2 separate regions of the Triticum aestivum genome follow, and region 1 is linked to region 2. A link is a contact called in public Hi-C data. All regions are on one chromosome and are shown on one strand. Each heading gives the region's core, a stretch centred on a gene start, on an enhancer-like site or on the middle of the called end of the contact. The rest is flanking DNA. Distances are from core to core; before and after follow the strand shown.

Region 1 (4,552 bases), core at 1,581-4,080, 290 kb before region 2:
AAAACCGAGACAACGCCGCAGACGTCACCCCAAGCAGCACATCGTTTACGGTCTGCAGAGAAGGATCGCAATCCAGCGAGTTAATCGATCACACAACTCATCTTTCAGAGAAAAAGAATAATCGACTATGTAGGCAGGACTTGAGGATCCACGTACGCAGTTCATGGTGTTCTTGACGTACTTGACGTCGTCGAGGCTGAGCGTGCGGTTCACGAAGCGCTTGGGCCGGAACTCCACGCCCTCCGCGCCCTTGAACAGCGTCGGCGGGTCGCGCAGCATCCACGTCGCCGTCGCGGAGAAGCACAAAACGTCCACCACTGTGTGCCACGCGAGCACGAGCAGCGACACGACCCACGCGGCGAGGACCGCCAGGGCGCCCCATGACGACGGCGAGTGGCGCGAACGCAGGGCGTACGCGGGGCCAGCGCGACGGGGGGCGCCGGTGGTCGGCAGCTCCGGCAGCGCGTCCGGGTCCGCAGCGCGGCGGGTGCAGGCGATGAAGAGGGACAGGAGCGAGACACCGTCGCCGACGGAGTGGTGCACGCGAAGCACGACGGCGGCGGCGGCGTCGGAGGTGGGGAAGTCGAAGACGTGCAGCTCCCAGAGCGGGCGGGAGTGGTCCATGGGGAGCGTGGACAGAGACGACACGTAGTGCTCCAAGGCCCGGTCTGGGTCTGCGGACGTGGCAGTGGGGTCCAGGTCCGGGACGATGACGTGGTCGTCGAGGTTCACCGTGGTCCGGACCCACTTGGGCCTCGCGTCCTCCTCCAGCTCGTCCACCACCTGCAGACATGGCTTGTGATGTGATGCATAAGAAGAGTACTGAAATTTTGTGTTTACTTTGGGTTTTCCCTGCTAGCACGCAGTTAGTTCCTTCAGAAATGAGGTTTGGTTTGGTTAATCGTACTACACGTTGATCAGATACAGTGATTGAACTAGGCGCGAACGAATGGGAGCCTGCCAAGCTCGTACTTGATTGGATCATTTGGATCGATCAGTCGAGCTACAGAATCAAAAATCACATCATGCGGTTCGGACGGCAGAGAGTGGTTTCTTTAGGCACACGGAACACATGATAATACTGCAGATTGCAGGACCAATTAATACACTGAACTATCAACAACTTATTACCGAGGAGCCCAACTCTGCAACTGTATCTCGAAAACTCACTATTGAACTTCCGAACCAACAGGAAAAGTTCAACAAAGAACGCTAGCTCATTAGACTAGTCATAATCGGAGTAACTTAACTAGTAACATCACACATTTCAATACAAGATTGCTTATGTGGCAGCTAATTAATGAGGAGAGAGGGATTTGTGGTAACTTAGCTAGTTACTGTAACATCGCACATTTCAAGACATAATGAGTCTATAGCCTAATAAATGAACTCTTTCATGATACCACTCATATGTTACTACCCACTATGGAGGTAGTAACATCGACTAGTAACACTGGCAAGTTACTACTCTATGTTACTCCCCACTATGAGCAGTCTTAGTGATACTACCTCCGTCCGGATTTATCGGTCCCCATTGTATTTCGTGCCAAATTTTGACCATAGATTAAACCAACAAAATGTTCACGCATGTCACCAAACATTATATTTTTGATAACTATGTTCAAATACGAATTCAATAAGATAATTTTTTTCGACATGCATTAATATTTTGTTAGTTAAATCTTTAGTCAAAATTTGGCACAACTACAAAGTGGACCTATAAACCAGGACGAAGGTAGTAGTTGTTAGCACTCGCTTTCTTCTATACACACTGAGGTTGGTCATAGTGGGGAGTAACATATACTAGTATCATGCATATGATCCTAGTGTATAATACTACATCTATAGTGCATAGTATCATAAAATACTCCCTCCTTTCCGGTTTATAAGGCTCAATTCAAAAATCTCACCAACCAAAATAGATGGTGATTGGTGGAATACCTTTTGGAGTTTGCAAAAGCACCCAATTAATGCTTTTGTTTTCCTCAAAAAGTATGTTACCAATGCATTAATTGCAATGCATGCATGCATAAATTACATGCATTGGTTAATTTCCTCTTAATACTTGCATGCAATGATTTAATGCACCTTGAAATCTGAACATGTGATGGGAAACAACCAAATTGAGCCTTATAAAATGGAAAAACTAAAATTTTGAGATAAGCCCTATAAACCGGAAAGGAGGAAGTAGTATCATATGTGGTCTTATTTATTGTCATGCATGACACATAGTAGCATAACATTTATTATGATACGATATATATCTATGTTACTATGACCCTTTCTTTCTTCTTTAATTATCTACCACGTAAGCATGTTTGTGAGTTTCAAGTATATGATACTAGTTATGTTACCCCGCTATGGCCAGCCTGAGTGCTTGGGCCGACTGAAGCAGCAATAGAACTTGGGAACGAGGAACAGTACACATTCAGTACTCTATACTCTAAATCTCCCAGTGAACGCCGGTGCAACATGATCATTCTACGCACGGCACATCAAAAGCATGGTGGTCCAAAAATGAATCAAGACGGAACGATGGCGGGAGCACGCGTGCGTACCTGGACGCTGCAGAAGCGGGGGTGGCGCGCGAGGGTGGCCTCGAGCCCGGCCCGCACGCCGGCCAGGTCGACCCGCGCGCCGAGGCCGAACACGGACACGATGTAGCAGCTGAAGTGCGGCTCCCGGAACAACCGCCCCGTCGGGCTCACCGGCTCCTCGCCCTCGCCTGTCTTGCCCCCGCCGCCCCTCTCCGTCTCGCGGGCGTACCTCGCGTCTATCGCCGACGGCCGCTTCCGCAGCGCACTCCCGCGGCGGCGATCCATCCTTTCCGCCACTACCACGTGACCGCGCGCGTCTGTGCTTGTGGACAGGTCCACGCCCCTTATGTAGTCGTGACGCACGGCGCACGGGACGGTGCCGGTGCAAGTGCTTGGACACCACGCGCGCGCGCGTCGCTGCCGTGCGCTTGTTTTTTCGTTTCTTCGGGAAGCATTTATGTGCGCCTGCGTCTGCTCGGGCGCCGCAACGTGCGAAACTACTGCCGGGGTGTGCTTTGACTGGCTGAGCTGTGATTTCGTTTGTGGTAGCAAGCCGTGGCGACCGAGCAGCGCAGGTTGGAACTGGTGCGAAAGTCACCCGCCGGCTTGGCAGTGTAGAGCGCTGCGCAGAGCCGGGAATCTCCACACTCCACACTCCACACGCGACCGGCTTTGATGGTTAACTTTCTTGAAGTGATGCATTTGATCGGCGGTGTCGTGTACATTTCTCCTTCCAAATTCCAATATAACCGGCGATGACGGACCGTCTCACACCCTGTGGGCGTCGACACGGGATCCGTCGCTCTCGTGACGACTCCTGTTTCAGAACCGCTGCAACGCGATCATTGTTAGAGAGAAAACACCGCTCTTTATTGATCACAAGATATCACTAGACCATGCCGGCGGCGCACGTTGCTGCGCCCGTCCATTATTTCAATAAAATTATAGAAATCTGTCAAAATGTTGGAAGCATGAAACATGTTGTCCGAGCAAATATACGGGAAAAATGCTTTAGTACAATGATATTGCTATATATAACTTGAAACGGCTTGTTATGAGAATGTGTGTATGACACTGACCATAAGCTGGTCCAAATATGGAATGTACGGATTTCAGTGAGTGGCATTATATCAAACTCAGTACAACATATCATAATCTGTTCATAGCGTTTTGAAAGATAGTACTGACATGAAGCACAAAGCCAATTTGAAATGAGAGGTGCATTTTCAAGTTGTACTCCGTGTGCCATGGAGGTTCCTGCAAGATATGCATCTTAGTTATTTCAAGAGTTACTTGATGAAGGAACATGTATGACGACAAAAAGAAAAGATGTTGCTATGGAGATCTTATTAGAAAATATGGATTAACTTATCTATAGCTAAGGGGCTGGTCTAGAAACATGACTTAAAAATCACCCTTATTGCTCTGTTTTTCTGATAATAGAACAAGACTGGTTAGGTACCAATTATGGAGTCAAGCTTGAACGTGTATTCTCCCAGGTGCCAGGGACCAACCTGTCCCTCCCTGAGGAACTACTCTCTCCCACTCCATGCGGTTTTCCTCCTCTGCGAGGATCAATACGTTTGAACAAAACAACATGGAGTGGAGGATCATATGCCAATGAAAAACTGTTGTAGGACACACAAATGACTTCTAAACAGAAAATATATGCGTTTGCAAGATATCAAGATGATTAGCATTTCCGTTACACTGAGTACTCCATAAATCCAATGGGTTTTCCAGCAAAGTTGGCAGTGCATCATCTCAGTTAAATAAAACAAGTTTTATGTTTTTATGCCATCCACAAAGAATGCGGCATTCAGTAGTTCAAAACGTTGGTTGTTTCAAATCTGGACAGTTACTCCACTATAAAGCATAAAACGAAGCTTCTACAAGGCAGTGTGTTATCAGGCTTTAGGAATGATGAAACACTTCCCTGCACATAAATAAAATAAATTTATCATCTTCGGCTCAAACCATTACCAAGCAATGTTATTGTCTTACATTATCTCTAA
Region 2 (5,026 bases), core at 1,194-3,693:
ATCAACACCTTTTCTTTCTCCTTGAGGAAATCAGTTTCGCTAAGGACATTGTAGGATTCCTGCTCCAAACGTTGAAGACATGCATCATAAGCTTTGATGTCAGTATTTACATCCTCAATCTCCTTGTCCATCTTATCAGAAAGCACCCTCATACATTCCAGACATAGTGGCTGCTCAACCTGCAATATATTTCATATTCACACGTGTTAGCACTGCTTTTTTTCTTCTTAAAACCAACACACTGATTAGTGTAGTGCAGCAATGACACAACATGCAGCAGCAAAAACAATGCAAATCTGACGAAATTGAAGCAAATGCATGTGCATGCGTGTGCTCAGTACAGAGATATTTTAAACCATTTTAAAGCAACTTATTGCATCTGAGTTTGTCAAGCAGCAATCTCAAAATACCCGTATTAGTAAATACAAGCAAGTTAAATGCATAGCAACAAGCGGTAAGAGTTGCATATACATGGACACCACACACTATAAATACCCAGTCTCTTTAATTCGCAGGATTTTTTTTAAGTAGGAATAGGAAAAACACACAATTGCAATGCCATGTCCACTCAAATCCTACAAGATTGAATTTGTTCCATACGTCTGATCGCACTACAGGAAAAAAACAAATAAAGGATTCTTTCCAAGAGGCTTCAGTGGATGAAAAATTTCCTTTGAAATACTCCCTCCGTTCCAAAGTACCAAATCTACATACACATCGAAACTTCCTATCTCAGCCAAGCTAGCACCACGACGAGTAATTTGGAACAGAGGGAGTACAGTGCAAAGAAATCCACAGGAAAAGTTCCAATGGGATTCAGTTCTACAAATCAAACAACCCACACAGGAAGGAAAACATTCCTAATGATTTTAATCCTCCAAGAATGCTATGAAAATCCTTTTGAATCAAACAGGTCCAGTATGAAACGTTTCAAGTAACTTATTTACCTGAGTTTGTGAACTAGCAATCTCAAATGCCCGCTTTAAGACAGTCACACTAGAGTGAAATCCAGTATTGTTGCCTGGTGAAGGGCTAGTAGAGTTAAGATTTGGAGGCGACAGATGCGCGCCACCACCTTCGGAGGTAGATGTCTTGTATATGGAAGCAGCGGCAGGTGGAAGCATTATATATGATCCCTCTATTGCTCTTGTTGATTGGTTAGGCTCGACATGCCGGGCTGCTGCATTTGGTGGCCGTGGGGGAATCCCAGGGCCTTGAGATCTGTTCTGCTTGGACAACACAACATAAGAACTGTCCATCCTGCTCGCCCCCATAATACTGCCTTGAACAGAGGATGCATGCATACCTGAACCATTGATGGCATAATAAGAAGTAATAACCATTACTACCACAAAATAGAATCTTCGAGAAACTTACTTAGTAGTGTGAACAAACAAATGGAACTTCAACTGCTTCAAAGACAAATCCGAGACACCGATGCATCAGTTATCACTGTATGAATTTTTATCTTTTACAGGTGCAAGCATTCACTGGTTCATTTTTTATAAATGCAATAATATCCCTTTAACAGGTAGCAGAGTTGTATTTCTCGTCAAATATCGAGTGCAAACAAGTCAAAAACTAGAGTTCTCCAGAAACAGCTATCAACAATTCCATCAGAACCTATATCACTCAACATACCCTATGTTTGCTAGAGAAAACTGCACTTGTCACACACAATTCAGTTGCGCCGTCACATAGAACCGGCACTCCCTCGATTGTTACCGCAAAGCAGCGCTAGATTAAAACTTATGCAATCGCTACAGGCTCATAATAAAGAGGAACGAATCCAACGGAGGCAAAAAAGTACCGGAGTTGGCGTGAGCAGGCAACCTATCAGGGAATGATTCCACGCCGACGACGAGGAGCGCCCGGTGGCATTCCTGGCACTTAAACCGCGGCAGCGACGGGTCCACTCCGCGGCCCTTCTCGCCGGCGGCGGCCTTGGGCTTCATGTCGCAGCAGTAACTCGGGTTTAGCTCCGGGCGTTCTCGCGCTTGCGGGATTCTGAAGCTATGTGTATGCAGAATTCCTCCGCGCTTCCAAGCTTAGGATTCCTGATGAACCCCGGCGTGGGGAGGGGGGATCGAATCGGAGGCGCGGTGAGTCCGACCTGGACTCCACACCAGGAGGGAGGGACGGGAGGAGTCGCGGACCGAATCGGGGTGACTTCAACCGCACGCAGAAATGAGTACGGAAGTCACCCTGACGTGGGGCGCCCACACCACGTGTTGGACCCGCCTGTCAGCGGTGTCTTCTCTCGGTGGGACGCCGTGGCCTGTGCTGGTGTACGGGGAGAGACCGGGGAAGTAGGCCGAGAACGGCGGCGGGTGGCGGTGGCCTCGGAGCGGAGAGGAGCAGAGACAAGGCGGAGAAGGGAGAGGCGAGGGAGGCCAGCGGGCGATGGCGGCGTCGGAGGGGAAGGGGATCTGGGCTTGGAGGTCTCCGCGTCGGCCAATTCCTTTGCTTGGGCAGACCGACCTGTGGAATAATCGGGGACGCACGCGGACGGACGGATAGGCTCCCGAACGCGAGATCCGACGGCGTGAGTATTCTGGGGCCGATCCGGCGCTTCATCATCATAGTCAACAAAAGTCTAGCGCCCTCTCTCTCTTTTCCCCTTCCCTTCACGACCTCCGCCAGAGGCCAGAGGTAGGACGCTAGGGTTTCGCCGACCAACACCGTCCACCGCGCGCCATGGCCGAGGCCTCCCGGTACCAGATCCTGGTGCGGCTCCTCGACGGCCGCACCCACTGCCTCCGGTTCTCCACGCCCACCGTCTCCGGCGCGGCGCTCCTCGACGCCGTTTCCGCGCTCTCCCGCGTCCCCGCCGCCTCCCTCCGCCTCGTCACCGGCCGCCTCGACATCTCGCCCTCCTCCGTCCTCGCATCCTTCCCCGACGGGCAATTCCCCTCCGCGTCCGCGCTCCTCCGCCTCCGCGGTGGCAAGGGCGGGTTCGGCTCCCTCCTCCGTGGGGCCGCCTCCAAGGCCGGCCAGAAGAAGACCAGCAACTTCGACGCTTGCCGCGACATAAACGGCCGCCGGCTCCGCCACGTCAACGCGGAGCGCCGCCTCGAGGAGTGGAGGGCCGAGGCCGCAGATCGTCAGCTCGAGAAACTTGCCGAGGACTTCCTCAAGAAGAAGGCCAAAGAGTCAGGCCGCGGCGGCGCCCGAGCTGCCGAGGTTGACAAGTATCTTGAGAAGTACCGAAAGGATGCCGAGAGCTGCGTCAACGCCGTGGAGGAGTCGGTACGTGCCTCCCTTGGGAAGAGGAAGGCTGTCCCCAAGCCACGTGATGCAAAGAAGCTTAAAATTTGGTGAGTGCTAAAACAACAACTTTTCTTTTGTGGTGTATACCCCACTGTATAAATTTGATAAACTGATGCATATTGTTTCAACCATAGTTCATTTTGTGAATTAGTAGCTTATTTCATAAATGTATTTGTTTTCCTCTGGAATTTTAGTGTTTGATTTTGTTGAGATGTTAGCCAAGTTTATATAATCTAGTAGCTTGTCTGGTACAATTGAGTCTGGATGCCAAGGATAAGTCTGGACTGTGCTTTTTACATGCTTGAGATCCTGTCTAAAAGTTATTTTAGCTTAAATCGTAACCACAAATACGGTGGTGCTCTATGTTCGATTTTCTGTGACAAACATGATATATTGGTGGTGTATTATACTTCTATGTTCTATTTGTACTGAAATGTATATAGTAGTTGCTCTCGTAAGTGGCTAGTTTCAGTCAGTTGAGGGATGAGAGGCTATAAAGGTTTCTCTATTGCAAATGTGCACCTTTATTTCAGGAAGCTAATATAATCAAGCATGTTACACTGAAGAATACTGGACTGTGTGTGTTATTCTATTTTACGGTGCTAACTGCCTGATTGAATCAACTTGTTTCAGGATGGGCAAAAAGAAAGTAGCAGATGATGAGAGTGATAGTGACAGTGACAGTGATGTGGACGATAATGAGGGGGCAGATGCAAAACCCATAGCTCTTGATCATGGGAATTACTCAAATGAATCCAACAAAAGTGAGGAGGAAAAGGTTGATCTGGCTTCAGTTTCTGGGTCACATTCAGAAGGAGAGTCCTCAGGTGAGAAGTCCCAGAGCAGTGATTCAGAGGAAAATGGAAATGCTCTTCAGGAATCCATGGAAGTAAAGATTAGATCAGGATGTGATTTTGAGTCACAAGGTAGTTTGGAGTGTGAGGGGGGAACGGCAGTTCAGCCTGCTCCTGAGAACACTTCTGAAAACGGAACTTCTGAGATTGGTAAGAGTGCTCTTTCAGAAGAAGTTCTGAAATCAGATGCTCCTGAGAACACTTCTGAAAATGGAACTTCTGAGAATGGTAAGAATGCTCTTTCAGAAGAAGTTCTGAAATCAGATGATAGAACAGATGTGGATAACACCGGTTCAGCTACATCATCACTCCTTAATGACCCTGTGGTGCCTCCAGGGGAAGAATCTGCTGATGTAAATAACAAGTCTCTTCTTTCAGAGGAGCCTGTGGACCTGGCAACATTCAGTTCAGCAGCAGAATTGGAGGTATGTTGTGTTTCTAACCCCTCTGGGTACATATTTATCACCACAGTTACATAACAACACTGTGCCAGACATGTTGATAGGTAGTAGTGATTTTGTCACAAATAAAAGGAAATGTTGCTCTAGGCAGCTGAATTCTCGGGGAAATTCATTAACTTGACAATAAGTCAGCTGCTAGTACCAATTAGTGGTAATATAGCATAATTTTTATACACATGTCATACTATCACAGTGACAGTACAAGTTACTTAAACCAGAGTTTTAAAGATCAAATTAATTTCAGCTCATCCAAATAGCATTCATGGTTCTAATCACAATAGTTTGTTTTCTGATACTCAACAAGTTTAATGTTACCCTCCGAAACACTAGCCCATCCTATTCTATGGCCAATTTATCTTTACATGAGGTGCTGATGGGAATTGTGGATTTTTTTAATGCAAAGCTCATATATATTGTACTCATGTGCATAATTAGCTCGTG

The links. Hi-C and Micro-C count contacts between places; a contact is called where the count stands out from the background.
Region 1: a contact with region 2 is called in a Hi-C map of leaf, with 4 times the contacts expected there. The contact joins the promoter of LOC123065590 here to the promoter of LOC123070560 in region 2.

The regions. Positions count from the first base shown.
Region 1 is chr3B:495,326,840-495,331,391 of IWGSC CS RefSeq v2.1, reverse strand. It overlaps LOC123065590 (wax ester synthase/diacylglycerol acyltransferase 11), which reads right to left and starts at 2,830. Exons shown (of 7, transcript XM_044488839.1): 1 at 2,559-2,830; 2 at 157-783; 3 at 1-52. The coding sequence starts at 2,830.
Region 2 is chr3B:495,039,463-495,044,488 of IWGSC CS RefSeq v2.1, reverse strand. LOC123070560 (beclin-1-like protein) reads right to left here and starts at 2,443. Exons shown (of 10, transcript XM_044493810.1): 1 at 1,811-2,443; 2 at 948-1,306; 3 at 9-179. The coding sequence starts at 1,955. It overlaps LOC123070561 (replication stress response regulator SDE2), which reads left to right and starts at 2,601. Exons shown (of 4, transcript XM_044493812.1): 1 at 2,601-3,317; 2 at 3,904-4,352; 3 at 4,461-4,549. The coding sequence starts at 2,698.